Regions from separate parts of the Mus musculus genome. Here region 1 is linked to region 2. The links are chromatin contacts, called in public Hi-C maps. All regions are on one chromosome and are shown on one strand. The core of a region is the stretch at or near the end of the contact, and the rest is flanking DNA. Distances in the headings are between cores, read along the strand shown. Region 1 has its middle 4.4 kb from the start of Gm25498. Region 2 overlaps Wdfy4 (WD repeat and FYVE domain containing 4).

Evidence for each region. Hi-C and Micro-C count contacts between places; a contact is called where the count stands out from the background.
Region 1: a contact with region 2 is called in a Hi-C map of bone marrow-derived macrophages, with 4 times the contacts expected there. The contact joins two enhancer-like sites. A contact is called at or near these places in 1 of 39 promoter capture datasets (macrophages), 2 of 15 datasets of contacts at CTCF or cohesin (large pre-B cells and pro-B cells), 4 of 484 Hi-C or Micro-C datasets (bone marrow-derived macrophages, embryonic stem cells, myeloid progenitors and 1 more) and 2 of 9 other capture datasets (adipose tissue and liver).

The regions. Positions count from the first base shown.
Region 1 is chr14:33,199,221-33,206,202 of GRCm38.p6, reverse strand. No RefSeq gene overlaps it. Among named protein-coding and RNA genes, the nearest start is that of Gm25498, 4.4 kb to the left of the region's middle. Within about 2 kb of position 3,857, at least 18 of the 459 cell types and tissues checked have an H3K27ac peak or open chromatin away from gene starts, as enhancers often do. A contact at or near this core is called in bone marrow-derived macrophages, where this site is marked.
Region 2 is chr14:33,096,358-33,103,701 of GRCm38.p6, reverse strand. Wdfy4 (WD repeat and FYVE domain containing 4) reads left to right here. Exons shown (of 59, transcript NM_001146022.2): 20 at 1,029-1,174; 21 at 2,088-2,199; 22 at 2,607-2,797; 23 at 4,533-4,685; 24 at 5,846-5,919. Among named protein-coding and RNA genes, the nearest start is that of Wdfy4, 85 kb to the left of the region's middle. Within about 2 kb of position 1,886, at least 9 of the 459 cell types and tissues checked have an H3K27ac peak or open chromatin away from gene starts, as enhancers often do. A contact at or near this core is called in bone marrow-derived macrophages, where this site is marked.

The DNA of each region.
Region 1 (6,982 bases), core at 2,608-5,107, 100 kb before region 2:
TGTGAGGGAAACTGTAAAGATGAGATGTTCAGGAAATGGATGGATCTGCAAAGTATATGGTAACCAAAACTCAGAAAGAAAAAAAAATCCTAGTCTGTGATGTATTTATGTGTAACAGGTATACATTTGGATGGAATCTAAAAGCCTTGAAGAAGACCAGGAGGGAGCGATGTTTGTGATGAAGGATGGGAGGGGGCAAAAGGACCCAGGGCATGAAGAGACAGTATCAGAGGAGTGGGAGGGGGATGGGATAAGGAGAATCACAAAAGACACACTTTATTGAATACCATCATAATAATATCTAACAAAGTATGTGTAGGCTAAAAAAGGAAGTTATAAAGAAAGGGAAAAAGCAACTAATTGACATACTAAACAATATTGATTGTAATTGGCAATTATGGACACAAGATGGCGCCCTCAGCATGCTACTTAGGGTGTTAGGGTGTGTGTGTGTGTGTGTGTGTGTGTGTGTGTGTGTGTGTGTGTGTGTGTGTGTGGCTGTGCGCGCGCGCGCGCGTGTGTGTGTTTGTGTGGTGTGTTTGTGTTTCCTGGGCTCACTCCGCGGCCCCCGCCGCTCCCGCCCCTGCTAGTGATGGAGGGTGCACACTTAGGGCGCAGTCAGCTTTTCACTTTTCCCTCTCTGGTCCAGGCAGCAGCTTTGGCCTCCGCTCTCCTCTGTCAGTGCTTCGCAGTAGAAACTCTAAAACAGAGGCCGTGGAAGGATGATCCTGAGGCGGTGGGGAGAAGCGGAACTGGAGAAGTGTTGTCCTGTCTTACTGTGTGTCAGAGGCAATGTGGGTAGTGCCCATCTCAGGCAGAGTTGGAGGTTGGGTAACCTACGCTTTGGAGGGCTCTGTGTCTGACGCTCAGGCTGACTGGCATAGCGTGAGGAGGCCCTGGGTGAACGTGAGATCCGAAGCTTCTTAATGAGCAGAGAATGAGCCAGAGTGTGACCAGGTTTGCACTTGTCTTAGACATAGGAAGTCATTCCAGTCTGAGGCTGGCGAGACGGCCCAGTGGTTAGGAACACTTGTTATTGGGAAGCTTTTGGGTTCCAGTGCCCACATCAGGAGGCTGACAACTGCCAGGGATTCCAATTCAAGGACAGTCAGTGTCCTCTTCTTGCCCTTATGGGCCCTGCACACAATTGTCACTCAGACAAACAAGCTTAAGTCTACATATGTCACAAAAAAATTGACACACCACCACACCACAGACACACAAGCGTTTATGCATACAGTCATACACACACCCTCGAACTTCTGATTCTCCTGCCTCAGCCTCGTGAGTGGTGAGGTTACACATGTAATTACTGCCATGTTTGGCAATTGTAAGTATTTTCTAAAATTTTTAATTGATTCTTTGTGAATTTCACATCATGCAACCCAATCACCTTGTCCCTCCATATCTGCCCTCTGCCCTTGCACCCTCCTCCTCACAGGACACAATAAACAACAACAACAACAACAACAACAACAGAATCTCACCACCACAGAAGCTACGGTGTGTTACATAGTATACCCTTTCACCCACATAGCTCTACTTGCCAATGTTCATTGCAATGTGTCATTGGTCTGGTTGAGGCCTCCGGCTTCTGCTACACCATCAATACATATGTGCCCTCACCAGAACTCCTCTTTGATATCCTGTTGTTGCCCTGCGTAGATCCTCCAGCTTCGGATCTGCAAGACCTGCCCCTTCACACACTCCAGCAGCTCATGGATGGGGTAGATGCTGGGGAGGGCCAACTCAGAGCCCTGGATCTTCGTGGAAGCTGAGTTGGTCTGCCTGCCAGCTCTCCTGCACCTGTGCCACCAGGGCCAGCTCTCCTTTTTTCAGTGATGGTCCTTAAACGCTTTAACCTCCCTTTTAACCCACCACCCACCAGAGGCAGTGGGAGAGAAAGGATACTGGGGGAAGTGGACCTGTTTAGGAAGGCTCTTTGGAGCAACTCCAGTCTGTGTTGTCTGGAAATCTGCAGTTTAGTTCACAGTTCAGCAGCGGCAGCTCGATCCACTTGCAAACACCCCACGGATACGTATACCAGCAGTCTAGTTTGGTAGAGTTGGGATAGCAAACACTGAATCAGCAGCGGTGGCACTACCTAGCACTACAGCCAGGCCTCCACCTCGGGACGAGTCAGCAGAAGTTCTCGGCTGTGTCTCTCAATGAAGCAAAGCCTCCAGACCCACAAGTGTTGCATAGCTAGCTCTATAAGGAAGCCAAACTCAGCTCCCGTCACCGTCTGTCGAGTCCTTTTTATATTCTCTCCAAACATCACGTGTCCTTCACGGGTCTTGCGTCAGCACATGAGTCTGACATCACTCTGCCAATCAGCCCAAGTCCTCGGAAGCGGCAAAAAAACTGCTGCATACCACCAGAAGTTTTCTGGTGAGTTTCTCTCCTCTAGAGTTCAGACAAATGTAGCGCAACTGCTCAGTGTAAGGTGGGCAAACATATGCATGCCATTGGCAAAGAATCTTTTAGCACGTGTCCTCTCACATGCTTGCTTTAGCAGATCACCCTGTGTCTGCTTCAGTGAAACGTTCCTTCACAAGTCTGCCTTAGTCTTTCACCTGCGTCTGAGTCTGCTAAATGGTCCTTCACGTGTTTGCCCCAGCTAAACCTCATCCACTTCATCTCCTGCCCTCATACCCTCAGGGCCAGCTCTCCCGCACTGCCCAGGTGAGAGGCAGGGCCAAGGCTCTGAGCTGCAGCACAGGCCAGGGCATCACCATGGTCTCTGGTGGTAGGGGGGGGGCAGGGGGGGATATTCACATCAGGATGTTCCTCACCACTTTCTTGTCTCTAGTTTCGCCTCTCTTCAGAATGCACAAACCATTTCACTTCTCTTTCCCTCCCATCTCTCCATCACACACTTTCTCATCACCGAGGGCTTTGGGTGTCTTCTGCCCACCAGAACTGCATCAGCAATGACATTTTCTTTTAAAAGGTAGGATGATTAAATGTTAGTTCAACCCAAAGAGTCCAAAGGAAATAAATCCCTCGCCAAGGTTAAACACAGCCCAGAGAGACTGTAATTCAGCATCGAGTCGTCCAGTCTGTGGTTGAACAGCACCATGAGCAGCTAGAGACCTGAGCAGATAGGCCAACGGCAGGAAGCAAACAGCAGGGCATGTTGAGTCAGCTGTAATCTCCACTCTGCAGGGGCCGCTCTTCTTCCTGGGCTAGGACGTAGCTCTGGGAGTCACAGACATTCACACAGTGATGGGTTTTCTCAAAAAAAAGAAAGCACAGGCCCACTGGCACTTGGGTTTGTTACTGGCTCTATTGGTGAACAGTGTCATTCACCATTTCCCAAGGAGCACAAGCAGCGACTGCCTTCAAGTCTCCAGTTGTGCCTCTCTTCACAATGCACAAACCACTTGGCTTCTCTTCCTTTTCCATCTCTCCATCACCTGCTTGCTCACTTCTGCCATGCTTTCCCAGCGAGGGTTGGGTGTGGCCCGTGGCCAATGATAAGTCTTTTAAATAAAAAGTTTAACAGAATACTACCGAGTGAATCCACTCTAGTACACCCACCCCAACCTAGTGTGTACATGTAGTAAGAGCTGTCATGGCACCATTCTTATTACATTTAAAATTATTCCTGTCAGCCAGAAGAACAGGAAGGAGGACCTCCTGCCCTTAGAACCCTCTCATGCCATCAGTTAGGATCCCAAAGACCCACCCACCCCTCTGAGACCTGTCCCCACCCCCACCCCCACCCCCTTGTGCCTCCGTCCTTACATGGGCAGGAGGATATCCACTCACTGCTCGGGTGCAGGCCATGACAATCAGAACAGAGAGGCACACATGATGACTAACGGCCACACTCTGCCACAAGTCCATCCCTCAACTCTGACTGAGATTCCCTGCTGAACCAGAGGTCATACTGGCCACCAGAAATAGAGAACACAGAGACCAGAAGACAAAAGAGGAAACAGAAACCAAGAAACAAAACACCCATCCAACAAGACAAACTCAGAAATCAGCACCTAGACCTGTACTCATCCTAGACCCAGATGCCGAGATGCCAGTGTAAGAACACCATCAACCGCAGCCGAGGCAACATGGCACCACCAAAGTCCAGCAAGCCATGAATATCCCAACACAGCTCAAGCACAAGAAATGACCTTAAAACCTTAAAGAGGAAATGAATAAATATCTTAAAGAAATCCAGGAAAACACAAACAAGCAGTTGGAATATATGAAGAAATCTCTTAAAGAAAGTCAAGAAAAACAAGTAAACAGGTGAGGGAAATGAATAAAACCATTCAAGGCCTGAAAATGGAAATAGAAGTGATAAAGAAAACACAAACTGAGGGAATTCCGAAGATGGAAAATGCAGGCAAGCAAACAGGGACCACAGAAGCAAGCATCAGCATCAGGATGCAAGAGACAGAAGACAGTGTGTCGGGCTTAAAAGATATGATAGAAGAAATTGATACATCTGTCAAAGAAAATGTTGTATCTAAAAAATTTAAGACACCAAGAATTCAAATATCCAGGTAACTAGGAATTCAGACCAGATAGACAATTTAAATATACCTATAATCTCCAAGGAAATAGAAATCATCATTAAATGTTTCATAATAACAACAACAAAAACAACAACAAAAACAACAACAAATCATATCCAGACAGTTTTAGCTCGGAATTCTACTGGATTTTCAAAGGTGTCCTAATACCAGTACTTGTTAAGTTATTCCACAAAACAACATTAAGGGACATTATCCAAATCATTTTTTGAGGTCACAGTCACAGTGGTACCCAAACCATACAAATATTCAACAGAGAGAATTATGGAACAGTTTCCCTCATGAACATTGATAGAAAAATACTCAACAAAACACTCACAAACTAAACCTAAGAACACATAAGAAAGATGATCCACCGTGATCAACTAGGCTTCATCCGAGAGATGCAGGGACGGTTCAACACACAAAATTCTGTTATTGTAGTTTGCCAGATACATAAACTGAAAGGGAAAAATGTGATCATCTCATCAGATGCTAAAAAAGCCTTTGATAAAGTCCAACACCCTTTCATAATTAAAGTCTTGGAGTGATCAGAAATACAAGGGACATACTTAAACACAATAAATATAACTTACAGCAAGCCTATAGCTAACAAATTAAATGGAGGGAAACTCAAAGCAATTCCACTAAAATCAGGAACAAGACAAGACTGCAGACTCTCTCCATATCTATTCAACACAGTACTTAAAGTGCTGGCCAGAGCAATAAAACAATTGAAGGAGGCCAAGGAGATATAAACTGGAAAGGGAGAAATCAAAGTATTGCTATTCAAAGATGATATGATAGTATACATAAGTGACCTAAAAATTTCTACCAGGAAATTCTTATAGCTGATAATACCTTCAGCAAAATGGCTGGATACTCGAGTAACAACAACAACAAAAAAAATCAGTATCCCTTTCTAATACAAACAATAAACAGGCTGAGAAAGAAATCAGGGAAACAACACCCTTCATAATAGCCACAAATAATATAAAATACCTTGGTGTAACTCTAACCAAGCAAGTGAAATATCTATATGACAAGAACTTCAAGTTCCTGAAGAAAGAAATTGAAAAAAAAATCAGAAGATGGAAAGATCTCCCATGCTCATGGATAGGTAGGATAAACATAGTGGAAATGGCCATCTTACCAAAAGCAATCTACAAATTCAATGCAATTTCCATCAAAATTCCAGCACAATTCTTTACAGACCTTGAAAGAACAATTCTGAACTTCATATGTAAAACCTAAAAAACCCAGGATAGCTACAACAATCCTGTCCAATAAAAGAACTCCTGGAGGTTTCACCATCTCTGATTTCAAACTTCACCATAGAACAATTGTGATAAAACCTGCATAGTATTGGTACAGAAACAAACAGGTTGATCAATGGAATCAAACTGAAGGGCTAGAAATAAACCTATAGACCTACAGACCTACAGACCTACAGACACCTACAGACACCTACAGACACCTGATTTTTGACAAAGTAGCCAAAACCACACAATGGAAAAACAGGAAGTATCTTCAAGAAATATGGCTGGTCTAACTGGATGTCTTTATGTAGAAGAATGCAAATAGATTCATATTTATCACCCTGAAGAAAACTCAAGTCCAAGTGGATCAAAGACATTAGCATAAAACCAGATTTACTAAACCGATAGACGAGAAAGCGCAGAATAGTCTTAAACACTGACTCAGGAGACAACTCTGCACAGAACACTAATAGTGCAGGCACAAGATCAACAATTAATTCATAGAACTTCATGAAACTGAAAAGCTTCTGTGAGCAAAGGACACCATTAATAGGACAAAACGGCAGCCTCCAGAATGGGAAAAGATTCTAACCAGCTCCACATCAGTGGGCTAATATGCAAAATACATAAAGAACTCAAGTCATCAACAAATCAAATAATCCAATTAAAAAATAAGGTACAGATTTAAACAGAGAATTCTCACCAGGAGTGTCAAATGGCCACCAGGGAAATACAAATCAAAATGTTTCAGCTACTTCATCCTATACCTGTCAGAATGGCTAAGATCAAAAACCTAAGCTCATGCTTGTGAGGATGTGGAGCAAGGGGAGCACTCCTCTATTATTGCTGAGAGGGCAAACTTGTACAACCCTTGGGAACTCAATATGGTGGTTTGCAGAAATTGGAACTAGATCTACCTCAAGATCCAGCTATACCAGTCTTGGGCATATACCCAAAAGGACGCTCCATCATAACACAAGGACACTGGCTCAACTATGTTCATAGCAGTTTTATTCGTAGTAGCCAGAAACTGCAAACAACCTAGTTGTCCCTCAGCTGGTGAATAATGTGGATAAAAAAGATAACGGATAAGGAAATTGTGGTGCTTCACACAATGGAGTACTAGTGAGCTGTAAAAATAACGGCATGACATTTGCAGGAGGTAAGTAGAAAAAACATCCTGAGTGAAGTAACCCAGACCTA
Region 2 (7,344 bases), core at 637-3,136:
ACAGCACCTAATGGAGGAGGGTCGGTGAGCAATGCCATCAGCAAAGAAAGGGAGGGGATTGAGATAAATAAGTTACATTCCTTTTAATGAAGACGCTTTTTAACTAAAGTATACCGTTGTCTTCAATTATTAAACAGGCAGACAGCAGCCCCATTTTCTTTATTGATTGTTGGCTGTTCAAGCAAGGAGCTTGCTCTCTGAGCTCTGCCAGGTCTAGGGGGGTCAGTTCCCATCTGGAAAGAAAGACAAATGCATCGGAGTGAAGGCCTTGTGTGTGGCCAAGGGCGATTGAGTGCTGCTGAGTGCTTGAGTTTCCAGGACCAGGTCCTGTGCGAACTTCATTTCCTGCAGCAAATGGCATTGACCAGAGCAGCTTGGTCAGGTCTGGAGTCCGGTGCACTCACTCTGTAGTTGCACAGTGTTGGTCTAGTAGAGCTTTGCTGCCAGTCCTCTGGGGACCAGAGTGCTAATGCTAACTGGGATGTTCACAGTAGCAGTGCAGCTCACAGTAACTAACTCTGTAGCTCATAGGTCTGTCAGCCCCATTCACTTCCTCCTTGAGAAAATGTTACTTAGTAGCTTAGAAGTGAACTGATAGATTTGATAGAGGTTTCTACTCTGGTTGGTCCACACCTGAAACTCCTTTCTTTTCTAGAAGATTCCATCTTGAGAGAATGCTTTAAGTGTATTTGTTATTGTTTTGGCTTATCTTTGTCTTTTTAGAATCTCACTGTATAGACCAGGCTGGTCTCAAACTCCCAGAGATCCATTTGCCTCTGCCTCCCAAGCACTGGAATTAAAGGTGTGCACTACCACACCTGGTCCTGCCCTCATTTTTATATTAAGTATCAGAGAAGCACTGGTGGGGGTAAAATGTATCACACACACACAAATATGTAAAATGTAGCGACAGGAAGACATCCTCCAGGGATCATGTTGCTGTGTGGCAGCAGGTATTTCATGGTTGTAGGGTCAATTTCTTTCTCTGTCTAGAGAGGTTAGAACTGACTAAAAATATGCTGTTGTAGGAGAAGACCCAGATGGCGAAGCCACGCCCCTCATCGCGGAGGAAAGGGTTTCCTTTGGTCTTTATGTACCCAGCTCTTCTATCACAAGCATAATGAACATCAGAAACACCTACAATGAGGTGGACAGCCGCTTGATCGCCAAGGAGGTACAGTTTCCTCCAACCCCCACCCCATTCTTCCCCAAGGCAAACATCACCGTGTGCCTTTCTTCGGCTTCCAGGGCTCCAGGAACTATCCTGTGCTTGCTCATTTGTGGATGGATAGATACATGCACACCACACGTCTCCCTTCATTTGCTTGGACACAGCCTGCTCCCACACCAGGACCAAAGCTTTTCTTTTAAAGTTGCTTAGAGAGGAATATGTGTCCTCTTCCTGGTGAAGAGCTCTGAATACTTTTCAATATCATTTTGATTTTGGAAACTCCACTACTGACCTTTGCTTTGGACTCCACTGTTCAACCAACTCTGAAAAGTGGCCGAGTGGCTGTAACTTTGTTTTTAAAGTGTCCTTACAGAATAACAAGCAAATGCTTGTGCAAAGAGATTCACCATTTCCTAATTCTTGCATAAATATCTCTTTTGGGTTGAGTGCAGAACTCTTCATTTTCATGAGCAGAGAGGCCCAGGGGTCAGCATTGAGGCCCTGACATGCACCAACGTTGTGTCTTGATAAAGGAAGGCAGACTTCCTTTCCTCCTGGGTCTCTGGAATAAGTAGTGGAAGCTGGGTCTCTCAGAGCTTGGACAGAGAAGATCTGGCACTAGTGTTTCTCGGTTGCTGTCACTGGGCTCCTCCTACCCCATGGCTTCCTCTTGGGGAGCAGGAGTGGAATGCGATTGTGTGTTTACAGCTGACTCCCAGGCAATTGGGCCACAGTGAGGAAGTGGAACAGTGATCCTACACATTAGCTTCTGCCCACAATGCTGTCTCATCCACTAATTGTCACATGTAGAATGCCCCCAGCCTTGGGCCTCTGGATGTCTATCCTCTAGGGGCTCCTGAACAGCACCCTTCTTTCCCAGGGATTTTGTAGCACTAATTGCTGTCATTTCCTCTAGATGAATATTTCCTCCCGTGACAATGCCACACCTGTGTTCTTGCTGAGAAACTGTGCCGGGCACCTCTCAGGGCCTCTGCGGACTCTCGGGGCTGTTGCTGTGGGCCAGTTAGGTGGGTCAAGCACTAGACTCTGCTTTGCTTTGGGGAGGAGGGCTTGTGCATTCTAGCCCTCTGGGGGTGGGAGACAAGATGGATTGTACTGGGGAGGTCTTGTGAGAAGGGCCGGACTGAGAACAAGCCCAGCCTGAGAGTGACCAAAGAGTACAACTCAGTCAGATTACTGCTTCTGGCTGATGAGCTCAGTGTGGCCTGTGAGCAGGACCCATGGTTGTATTGTCTGAGTGAAAGCAGCAGACCTATTGCCAAGACTTCTGGAGATCCAGTCTCTCTTTCCAGCCTATCCTGTTGCATGAGACTTCTCTGGCTGTACATGGGCATAGATACAGGCAACTGCCAGGAGTGCTGTATCACAGTACTGCTGGGACATACTGATGACATGTCTTCTTTGGCTCCCTCAGGGGTAAGGGTGTTCCATTCCAGCCCTGCTGCCAGCAGCCTGGACTACATTGGAGGACCTGCCATCCTCCTAGGCCTCATCTCCCTGGCAACAGATGACCACACCATGTATGCAGCTATGAAGGTCCTGCACTCGGTCCTGACCAGCAATGCCATGTGTGATTACCTGATGCAGCACATCTGTGGGTACCAGGTAATCCTGCCCTCCTGGCTGACCCTGTAGCTTCCCAAAGAGGTGCCATCCCCAGGATATGCCTGCCTCTTTTGCCCCAGTAGGTCGGAAGTGACTTCTGGGAAAGAGTGTCCCAGCAAGCCTTGCATTCCCCATGACCTTGATCACCCCAGATGGAGACTGTTGAGTGATTCATTGACAGACATGCTGCTGCCTACAGTTCATCGCAGAGGAGGGCCTGGTGACAGTCAGCACAAGGAGCTCTGTCTAGACCAGATTGCTTATCAGTCTGCTGCTGTAGCGTTCTCCTTGATGATTCCAGAATCATTTAGGATTGACCCATTCTGCCTCCCTCACAGGGGATGAGAGTCTGTATTATAGACCCAGACTGGTTTGAAATCCTGCCTCATCTTCTACCTTGTTATTCAACCTTTGAAAGAATTATTTACATCTGCTCAGTCTCCGCACCTGAAGAGCTGGGCTTTCATCCCTCTTGTCTCTTGGCTTATAATGAGGATGGAAAGACTTCATACAATTGATGGGGCTCAGATTCTAAGCCTGACTAGGAGCCAGTGCTCAGTTAACATTAGCTGCTTTGAGTTCTTAACCTCCTTGTGACAGTTCTCTCGTGTACAGGACAGGATGACTAGCCGACATGCAGATAGGGATGATTGTGTGAATTGTGTGTATGCAGGGGACTTAGAAGAGCGTCCATTCACAAAAGTTGCTGCAAATGTGCTTACAGCCTTGCCACGGCTATCTGCAATAGATGAGATCAGATCTTGCCCTCCAGTAACTTCCTGCCTGGTAGGGCCATGGCTTTGAGAGGAACCACAGGAAGAAGAGCCAGCTCTTAGGTCTTAGTTGGGGGAAGAAGGAGGTCAGATTGCAGATGTGTCAAAAAAAAAGTGAGCAGAATGGGGTGAAAAGATGTCGCACATTTGCTGATCACAAGCATCTCTTTCAGAGGGCATGTTGGAAGACCAACAGGAGTGTCTTGGGAGAACAGGGACAGAAAGTAGACTTTGTCAGAATCAGAAATAGGAAATTGGATTGTGTACACCGTGATCTGAGTCCCAAAGGGATGGGTGGCAGCTCAGATGTCAGCAGGGGGCTGGGTAGCCTGGGTTTTTATATCTCTAAGATCAGGAGGGCGCAAAGCTTTCTGGGAAGCATCTTTCTCAGTTCTGAGATGTATTTTCAGAAACAAGAGTCTTGGTCCCAGCGTCTCCATCCTAGAGTGGATGCTGCCCGTGCTCACCTTAGGGCAGGATAGAATGACACAGCCTGACCTGAGGCTGTGTGATCTGGGTGTGGGCCTGTGGTGGCTTCCTGACAGTGCTGCAGCACTGAGGAGAGGCTGCAGTAATGGATATATAGACCCAGTAAGAGACGAGGAAAGCACAGAGACACGAGGCGCGAGGTAACATCTCGTAAGCCCAGTAAAACAGGCACAGAAAACGAAGGGGCACAGATACTGGTGTGGGTGTCGCTTGTGAGAACATAGAATGAAGGATGGCAGTCCCAGAGAGTAGGGGGTGTGGTCTGAGGGCAGTGGGGGTGGTCTGAGAACATGGGGTGTGGTCTGAGAGCAAGGGGTGTGGTCTGAGGGTAGGGGGTGTGGTCTGAGAGCAGGGAGTGTGGTCTGAAAGCAAGGGATGTGGTCTGAGAACAGGGGTTGTGGTCTGAGAGCAGGGGCCCTGTAGGAACTAACAGTACAGGAGAAAGAATCCCACTGTGCATGTCACCTTTCCAGATCTTAGCCTTTCTCCTGCGGAAGAAGACATCCTTTCTAAACCACCGCATTTTCCAGTTGATCCTCTCAGTGGCTGGCACAGCGGAGCTGGGTTTCAGGCCGTCTGCTGTCACTAACATGTGTATCTTCCAGCATGTGCTCTGCAATTTTGAGGTAAAGCAGAGACTGGCCCCTAGGCCTTCGGGAATATGTGTGTAAGAGAGTAAAACACAATAATACTGGTGTTTCACCTTCCTTCTTAGTCTGATTAAGACCGGGATGGGGGGTGGGGTGGGAGAATCACAATAGCTTTGGAGCACAGAAACCTGGGTTTACAGTTCAGCCCTGCTGTCTCTGATGTGTATCACCTTAGGGTGTGTCTTGATCACTCTGATCCTCCTTATTCTTTTGAGATAGTCTTGGTATATAACCCAGGCTGGCTTTGAACTCATGCTCTAAGAGGATCCTGACTCAGCCCGTTTAGTGCTGAGCTTCCAAGCAGGTGTCGCTATGCCTTGATCCATTACACTTGTTTATGAAACTTACATTATTTCTTCTTTGCAAGCTGTCATACGGGTTAAAGACTCATATATATTTATGTGTGTGTGTGTGTGTGTATGTGTGTGTGTGTGTATAATGTCAGTATATATATATATATATATATATATATATATATATGCACACACACCACACACATACACATATACTACACACATACACACACACACACACACACACACACAGAGAGAGAGAGAGAGAGAGAGAGTCTTGGACAGGATCCTGACCCTGTGAAGAACCATCTATGTATAAGAATTAAAGATAATATCCCAGTCCCTTTGGACGGTGTTTGCTGTTCCCAGTGTTCTTTTAAAGAATGACCTGAGAGGGAGAGATGGGGATACTGGCCAAATGGAAGGATCAACAGATCTCTGGATGTACCAACCCATTCCATTTACTGGGCAGCATTTACTGGATGCCTACAGCACCCAGGTATTGACCATGTCCTGGAGATTCAATGATGTCCAAGATCCAGGCCCTTGTTAACTCCAGAAGGGCCAAAAGGACAGTTTGTCATCTCCTGTCAATGCTGCAGAGAGGCAGACATAGGGACCAGGAGTTCTGGGATATGATTACAAAGTTCAAATGGTGAAGGCCTTGGCAAATAGAGGGCACATTGCAAATGCTCCAGCTTGTGCACAGCCCTGCGAGAGATGTTTGAGATTCTCTTTAGAGATGCTCCCTTTGTCTGCTAAGTGTCAGGTGCTAGTCTTAGACTTAGTGGACCCCGTGACACACATGGCTTGGCCTTAACCCATGTTTGTTCTGTCTTCCAGCTCTGGACAAACACTGCAGACAACCTGGAGCTCACGCTCTTTTCTCATCTCCTGGAGATCCTGCAGTCACCAAGGTTGGCTGGGTTTCAGTAGCCGGGACTTAGAACTAACGCCTTCAAACAAAGGATATGGGTTAAAGGGACCGGAGAACTAGTGGTATTATCTACTAGTTCCCAGAATGCTGGTCACCACCCACCCCTGTGGGGCACCAGTTGGATAGCTCTTTCTCCTTTGACAAACTTGAATCTCAGTGGTATAGGTGTTGGGAAATCAGAGGCCTATAGCCTCAAGGACTAGTCCAAAATTAGGTCAACTGGAGCTCAGCAAGTGACAAATATAGCCTGCAGAAGAGATGTCTGCTGTAGGTCCTAACTTGTTTTCTGTACATTGTTTCTGTAATTGACCTCTCCGAGTGATTTGAACCATTCACTTGGAGTTGAAAATGGAAGACATAAAAGCTCCAAATTTTTAATGAAGGAAGAATGCATGGAGGAGTAGGGATGGAAGAAGAGGGGGCTGGAGGAAGGCAGTTAAGAGCTTCCTAAGTGTAAGTGAAGGATGCTGAGGTACCACATGAACATCCCCTCTGCCTTCTCTGCCTTGTTTTAGCCTGTACTGCTCCACTTGGACAGACATTCTTCTGTGACAGCTGGGTGGCCTTGGGACACCTCCCTGGATCTTTGTCCCAGCTGGGCACCCTCCATGGGCTTTACACCATACTCCTAGGACAGAGTTGAGTCCTCGTGGACCACCATGGTTCCATGGCCTCATGGTCACCATGTCCCGTGGCCAGGTCAAGAGCATGGCTTTTCCTCTCTAGAGGCTAAGGAGTTTACTCCAGACATAAAGGGCTGTGAGCAGAGAAAGAAAGTGGCAGAGCCCTGGTCTCTCCCCTTGCTTGCTCTCCTAACTGCTAATGCTTCCTTGTTTTGGATGCACATGTAAATAGACTTCATCCAGGCTTTTATTGACTATCCACGCAGGTGGCCCTCACTTTTGGGTGGAAGGTCATAGGTCTTTTCCTGTCACATAGTTCTGTGATCTAAGACCACCTTGTATCTGTCCCATTAGCATATGGGGTGTGGAACTTTGCAGAACTGAACATGCTAATGTCAACAAGAAAGTTTCAAAGGAGCGATTCCACCCATATCCACCTACCCTCCTTCTGCCAGGCTCCACTTTCCGTACCTGTTGTCTAAGCAACAGACATTACTCTCGTGGCTCTTCTCTTTGGAGGAGTCAAACTTACTGGAAATAAGACTGTGATTATCCTGGGGAGGGGGGGTGTGGGTTCTTGAATTCTTTCTCTCTCCTCTGCCTCTCCACTGAGCTCTCATCCACTTTGTGGTTTGGGGTGGGCAGGAAGATCACACAGGCAGACGGGCGCTATGGGTCTGAGTTGTTTTCGCTGCTTGTTGGGGAGTACTCTTGGGTCACACGTGCGTCTGCTGTCTTTGTTCTGGGTTCTCTGAGGCCAGCATTAGTCCTCCCTGAGGCTC